Linked DNA regions of Sus scrofa: region 2 is linked to region 1. Evidence: chromatin contacts called from public Hi-C data. All regions are on one chromosome and are shown on one strand. The core of a region is the stretch at or near the end of the contact, and the rest is flanking DNA. Distances in the headings are between cores, read along the strand shown. Region 1 overlaps NAV1 (neuron navigator 1). Region 2 holds the start of GPR37L1 (prosaposin receptor GPR37L1).

Region 1 (2,889 bases), core at 203-2,702:
TGTCTTGGCACCGTTACCTCCGAGACGCAAAGAAGCCCCCCCGGAGCGAGAGGAGATGGGAGGAGAGCCCGTTCCTTCTCTCCAACACGTACCTGTGTCTGCAAGACTCGGGCTGAAGGGGTGGGAGAGCGCCAGGCCTAAGGAGCGGCGAGGGGACGGCAGCGCTGATGATCCCGGGACCTGCCCCGGAGCAGAGCCTGCTGCGGGGCCCGGGGCCACCTTCAGCCGGTCGTTCTCGGCTTTCAGCAGGTCCACCTCCAGCTGTGGCGACAACAGACGGGAAGGGCAGCGGAGGGCGGGGGCGCGGTCGGGAGCCTTGGAGCCCCGTTCTGCCATGGCCCCCATCCTGCCGCGGCCGCCACCGCCGGGCACTGACCTGCATGTTGTGCATGGTCTCCCGCAGCTGGTCCAGCTGGTGCGCGGAGTTGAGGGCTTCCAGGCGGATGTCCGTGAGCTTCATCTCCTTCTCCCACAGCTCCGAGCGCAGCTCTGACACCTCCTTCTTCTCTGGCTCCTCCTCCTCGCTGCCGTGGAACAGCCTGGCGTGGGGAGCGGAGTGGGTGGGGGCCCTGGAGGGAAGCGAGAGTCAGGCCAGATGCCAGGGAAGTGCCAGGCGTCAGACGTTGAGCCGCGTTGGGCAGGGCTCCTCCCGCTGCCATCACCAGTCTAAGGTCTCAGGTCCACCTGCTGCTCTCAGCCTGGGGAGGGGACATTGGCTGGCCAGCCGTGGGGGCACTTACTCAGGGCCGTCGGTGCCCGCAGAGGACGAGGTGGAGGACTTGATGGAGGGCGAGGCGGTCTCCGTGGACACGTGCTGCAGCTTGGGGGACGAGGGGGCCGAGGAGTCGGGCGTGGCAATCTCCTCGATGTCGGAGTATGAGGACGCCGACTTGGGCCCCTTCTTTATGCTGAAGGCTTTGTTAAAGGAACTTCGGAGCTAGAAGAAAGCAGATGGGGAGAGCCGTCAGGGCTCTGCTCTGGAGCTGGGAGGCCGGTAGGGGCTTCTGAGCCCAGTGCAGAGGTGGGGGTTTGCTGGCTGTGCGCCTCGCTCTGCGGCATCACTGGCTTCATGGAATATGGGCCAAGGACTTGCCTAGGGATTTGGGCTGAGAGCTTGGACTCGGTGCTGTCGCTAAGGGAACGTCTCGGGTCTCCCTCCCCTGTGGGGGGACCGCGCCCAGGGCAGGATGGAGGGGAGCCCCCGGGGCACGTGCTGTACCTCTCAGTGGCCCTATCCCGCCTCCTCCAGCAGACCGGTCACTGCTCAGTCTGGAGCCTAGCTCACTGGCCACTGGACCCACCTCTGAGCAGGGCTCATCGGGTCAGAATCCATCCACCAGAGACTGACAGTGGGATCCCGTGGAATCGACAGAAGGGAGATGAACCAAGCTTCTTTCAGTGCCTGCTGTGCTCAGCACATCACAGGGTGGCTAGATAGCCTGAAACTGCTCTCCACTACCTCCACTCAAACCCCCACCACAAGGGCTGCTTCCCAGCATTTCGTCCAAGCACGTGGGCGGTTGTGATCTGACCGTAACGGGCTTGGTCTCGGGGGCGGAGAGGCTGGGCGTTAGGGATGGGAGAGGCAAACCACGTTCTGTCCCACACCCATCACATGCATCCATTTGGCATGCACACGCACGCAGACACACGGAGATGGAGCGGCGGCCGGACACAGAGAGTAAAGGAGGGGTCAAAGGCTACAGGGACAAAGCCAACCAGGTCTCTGGGACAGGGAGAGAGGAGGGGCGCACTGAGGATTCTCTGCAGGGGTGTGTCCTGGAGCTGCAGGGCAGGGCGGGGGCTCTACCAGGCAGGACGTGGGGAGGACCAAGCTGGCCAGGATGGGATGTGAGGGACAGCACAGCGTGCGTGCAATGCAGGGGGCACGGCTCAGACTGCCAGGGAGCTCAGTGCTCTGCAGAGATGGAGACCCGGGGCTAGAACTCAGCCTGCCTGCCTTTGAACCCGGTGAAGCCCCTGCCTCCCAGGAAGTGTGTGTGTATGTGTGTGTGCATGTGCGTGTGTGTGTGACCCCCATCTGCCGGGAGCACCCGCCCTCGAGGATCACCTAGACTCTAGGTGAGAACTGTGCTATGTGTGGCTCTGTGGTCCCAAAGCAGAACTGCTGGAACAGGTGGACTGTGCCGTGTCACCTGCTGAGGGCTTATGTGGCCAAGTGAGCTCCAGACACAGTGGATCGAGCAAAACTGGCCTCCGTCCCGAGGGACAGCTCAGGACATCTCCTGGGCGGACGTGTGGGGAGGAAAGGTAGGGCCCCTCCAATCGGAGCAGCTCAGTGGGCTGGTGGGGAACTCACTTAGGGACATGCTAAGAATCAGGTCTCGCAGTTATCCTGCGTCCAGACCTTCCCTCTCCTCGGGGTCCCAGAGCTCAAATCCTCCCTGCCTGCGGCCCCCTTCTGACCAGACTCTGCAGAATGCAGCCCACAGGCCTCTGTGGCTGACACAGCCCCACCCCCGCTTAGCCTCCGCCCTCTGTGCGCTTCTTCTGGAACGAGCCTCCAAGACTGAACTGAGCATCTGGTACCACTAAACTGTCGCCGGTTTTACACATACAAGACTTCTTGTTTCCCGGCAAGGCTGCAGCTCCTTGAGCGCCCAGATCTGTTTCCGGTCCTCACCCAGCACGACGTTGGGACAGGGGCTCAGTGGACCTCACACGTCTGGTTGGTCATGGAAATTCTGGTTCCCTTTCTATCTCAGTCCCCGAATGCCTTTGGAAACCCCATGACGCTCAGAGGGCTGGAGGTCTTGGAGTGACCTCAGGTCACTCCCCCTCCCCTATCTCTGGCTCATCTTACTCCAGAGCTGTATCTTCAGTCCAGGCCCAGGCTGATGTGGCCTTGTGGTCAAGATAACGGTCATT
Region 2 (2,889 bases), core at 189-2,688, 210 kb before region 1:
GTGTGTTTGCACTCCCCCCCCACCCCGGGGGGGGCGGGCATACATATGGACCTGACTGGGCCAGAGTAGGGGGTGGGGTCTGTGGGAAATTGGAATCTGCCTTCAGGCGCTGCTTCAGGAGGCAGGAAAGTGCGGGGTAAACGGGCAGCTCAGAGGGAGAAAAAGGAGCCGCACAAAGGACAAAGCCGTCTCTTGGGTGGAAAGATGGAGGAGGGTTTAGGCAGGGGAGGGACCGCCCTGCATACAGAGAAGCGGGGACACTGCCTTGGGGCCCTCAGAGGCAAGAGGCCAGGCTGGGGCTGGAACCCAGGGCCTGCTCGGGACCTGAGAGCCACCAGGAGCGTACTCCGCATTTGTCTCCAGTCCAACCTGGAGGGGACAAGAAGCAAGACAGGGTCCCAGCCTGCAGGCCTCCTAGCCCATCTGGCCGCCCCATGGCTGGAGACACACTCACCTCCACGAAGGGCACCGCCCGGCAAGAAGCATCGCCCAGCAGCCTCTGCTTGGTGATCTCGTGGAAGACGACGACAGGGAGGCAGAAGAAGAGGACCAGGAAGTCCCAGAGGGCCAGGCTGGCGAGGATGGAGTTCCAGGCGCTCTTCAGGTGGTAGCTGTGCCATACGATGCACATGACCGACAGGTTCCCCACGATGCCCACGGCGAACAGCACCAGGGCCAGGAGCAGCACCGCGTAGGCCCCATACGAGCTCTCGGTCACTGGGTATAGGGGGTTCTGCATCTGCAGCGGCCGGCCCGGCGTCCCTGTCGCATTGCCCCCAGCGCGCACAGCCCCGTCCGGGTGGGGGCTGGTGGCCACCCCGGGCTCAGTGGGCTGGGGGCCGGCAGGGTGGATGGGCCGGGGGTACTCAGGCCACTCCTCGGGCACATACTGCTGCACCCCCTTGGCCCCCTCCTCCTCCTCCTCGGTGCCTCGCACAGACCGGCCCCGCTGCAGGGCGGCGCCCCCGGGGATTCTGCGGGGCCCCACAGCTGACGCCACGGCGAGAGAGACGACCAGCGGCCACAGCCACCGCATGGCCGGACGAGCGGGAGGCAGCTGTCCACGAGAGGAGGTGAGGCCGGACCGAGTGCCGGGCTGACTTGAGACAGGCAGCTGGCCGCTGGGTCCGCCCCCACCAGGCGTCTGGCATTGCCAGCCTGCTCCGGGGGCCCAGCAGCTCCCTCCCGCCCTGGCTGGGCCAGGCAGGGCCCTCTGCTGGGCACAGAGCGCGATTAGCTGCCCTTCTGGATTAGCTCCGCAGCAGAGGCCAGCTGTCCCCAACCCTGAAGACCCCGGCCCGCAGGGCAGAGGCAGGGCTCCACCCCAACTCCAGCAGATGACCCCGAGGCAGCACCCAGTCCAACACCACTGTCATTTAGGAGCCTGACAACGCCCCGAACTGAGCTGGTTTCTGGGGTAAGCGTCACCACATCTCTTCGGGGCAGGTGCCTTTAGCACCATACCCCAAGTCAGAGATTTGCTGAGGTCAGTCACTCACTGCAGAGCCAAGCTGGCCCGGGGCCTGGATCTGACTCCAGACCTTTTTTTTTTTTTTTGCTTTTTAGGGCCACACCCACGACATATGGAGGTTCCCAGGCTAGGGGTCGAATCAGAGCTACAGCTGCCCGCCTACACCACAGCCACAGCAATGCCAGATCTGAGCCCTGTCTGCAACCTACACCCCAGCTCACGGAAACACTGGATCTTTAACCCACTGAGCAAGGCCAGGGATCGAACCTGCATCCTCAAGGATACTAGTCAGATTCATTAACCACTGAGCTTCAACGAGAACTCCCCGACTCCAGACATTTTACCTGTCGCTGTTCTCAGCAGGCAGGAATCCACCTGCTTACCTGATGACCACGCCAACTCCTCACCCCCCGCAACCCCGAACAACCACAATCAGAGACTTAAAATGTCATGTTCTGATGCAGACACAAGGTATTTACTGAGCACCTACTGTGTTCTAGACACACATACACAAAAATGTAAAAGACCTCAGCCACCAAGGAGCCTTCGCAGGGGGCGAACAAATATGTGAAGAAACCATCACGATGTGTGCTGTGAAAGGCGGGGCCCGGCCGCTGAGGAAGCCCAAAGGAGCCTGGAGGGACCCAGGAGCCATCCCAGAGGAGGTGACTTTTTTTTTCTTTCTTTTTTTTTTTCTTTTTGCCTTTTCTATGGCTGCTCCTGCGGCATAGGGAGGTTCCCAGGCTAGGGGTGTCATCGGAGCTGTAGCCTCCAGCCTATGCCAGAGCCACAGCAATGCAGGATCTGAGCCGCGTCTGCGACCTACACCACAGCTCATGGCAATGCCAGATCCTTAACCCACTGAGCAAGGGCAGGGATCGAACCCGCAACCTCATGGTTCCCAGTCGGATTCGTTAACCACTGAGCCACGACGGGAACTCCCACAGGAGGTGACTTTTGACTGGACCTCAAAAAGTGGCTGTGAGCTGGCTAGACAGATGACAGGGAAGGAAGGGTGCTAGAGGAGAAAAGGCAGCACATGCAAAGGCACGGGGGTGTGACAGCGGGATGTGTGACTCCTGGCAAGGAGACTTGGGGGTTGGGGGCGAGGAGCCTGGGGAGTGAGCAGAGGAAGGACCAGGAAGGCCCTTGTGCGCCTGGCCCAGGGGTGTGCCTCTCATCCTGGGGGCCGTGGGGAGGGCTGAGCTTGGTGAGCAAGTTCTCTAGAAGGATTCCAGATGGGCAGTGGGCTCATGCGGCTGGGAGCAGGGGTGCTGGTTGGGAGGCAGTGTCTGCAAGGTTCGAGGAGCAGAGGCTGGGGAACTGGAGGCTGAGCCCCAGGTCTGGGGTGGGTGGCCAGACCCCCCTGTGCAGAGAAGAGTCTGGTGGGAGGTGGGGAGAAAACCTCTGCTTTGCTC

Evidence for each region. Hi-C and Micro-C count contacts between places; a contact is called where the count stands out from the background.
Region 2: a contact with region 1 is called in a Hi-C map of omental adipose tissue, with 1.6 times the contacts expected there. The contact joins the promoter of GPR37L1 here to the enhancer-like site in region 1. A contact is called at or near these places in 1 of 5 promoter capture datasets (liver) and 15 of 47 Hi-C or Micro-C datasets (adipose tissue, alveolar macrophages, brain and 9 more).

What each region holds. Positions count from the first base shown.
Region 1 is chr10:24,090,819-24,093,707 of Sscrofa11.1, reverse strand. It overlaps NAV1 (neuron navigator 1), which reads right to left. Exons shown (of 31, transcript XM_021064517.1): 19 at 741-937; 20 at 377-569; 21 at 93-261. Among named protein-coding and RNA genes, the nearest start is that of IPO9, 18 kb to the left of the region's middle. Within about 2 kb of position 1,452, at least 3 of the 83 cell types and tissues checked have an H3K27ac peak or open chromatin away from gene starts, as enhancers often do. A contact at or near this core is called in omental adipose tissue, where this site is marked.
Region 2 is chr10:24,305,280-24,308,168 of Sscrofa11.1, reverse strand. GPR37L1 (prosaposin receptor GPR37L1) reads right to left here and starts at 1,438. Exons shown (of 2, transcript XM_021064532.1): 1 at 455-1,438. The coding sequence starts at 1,036.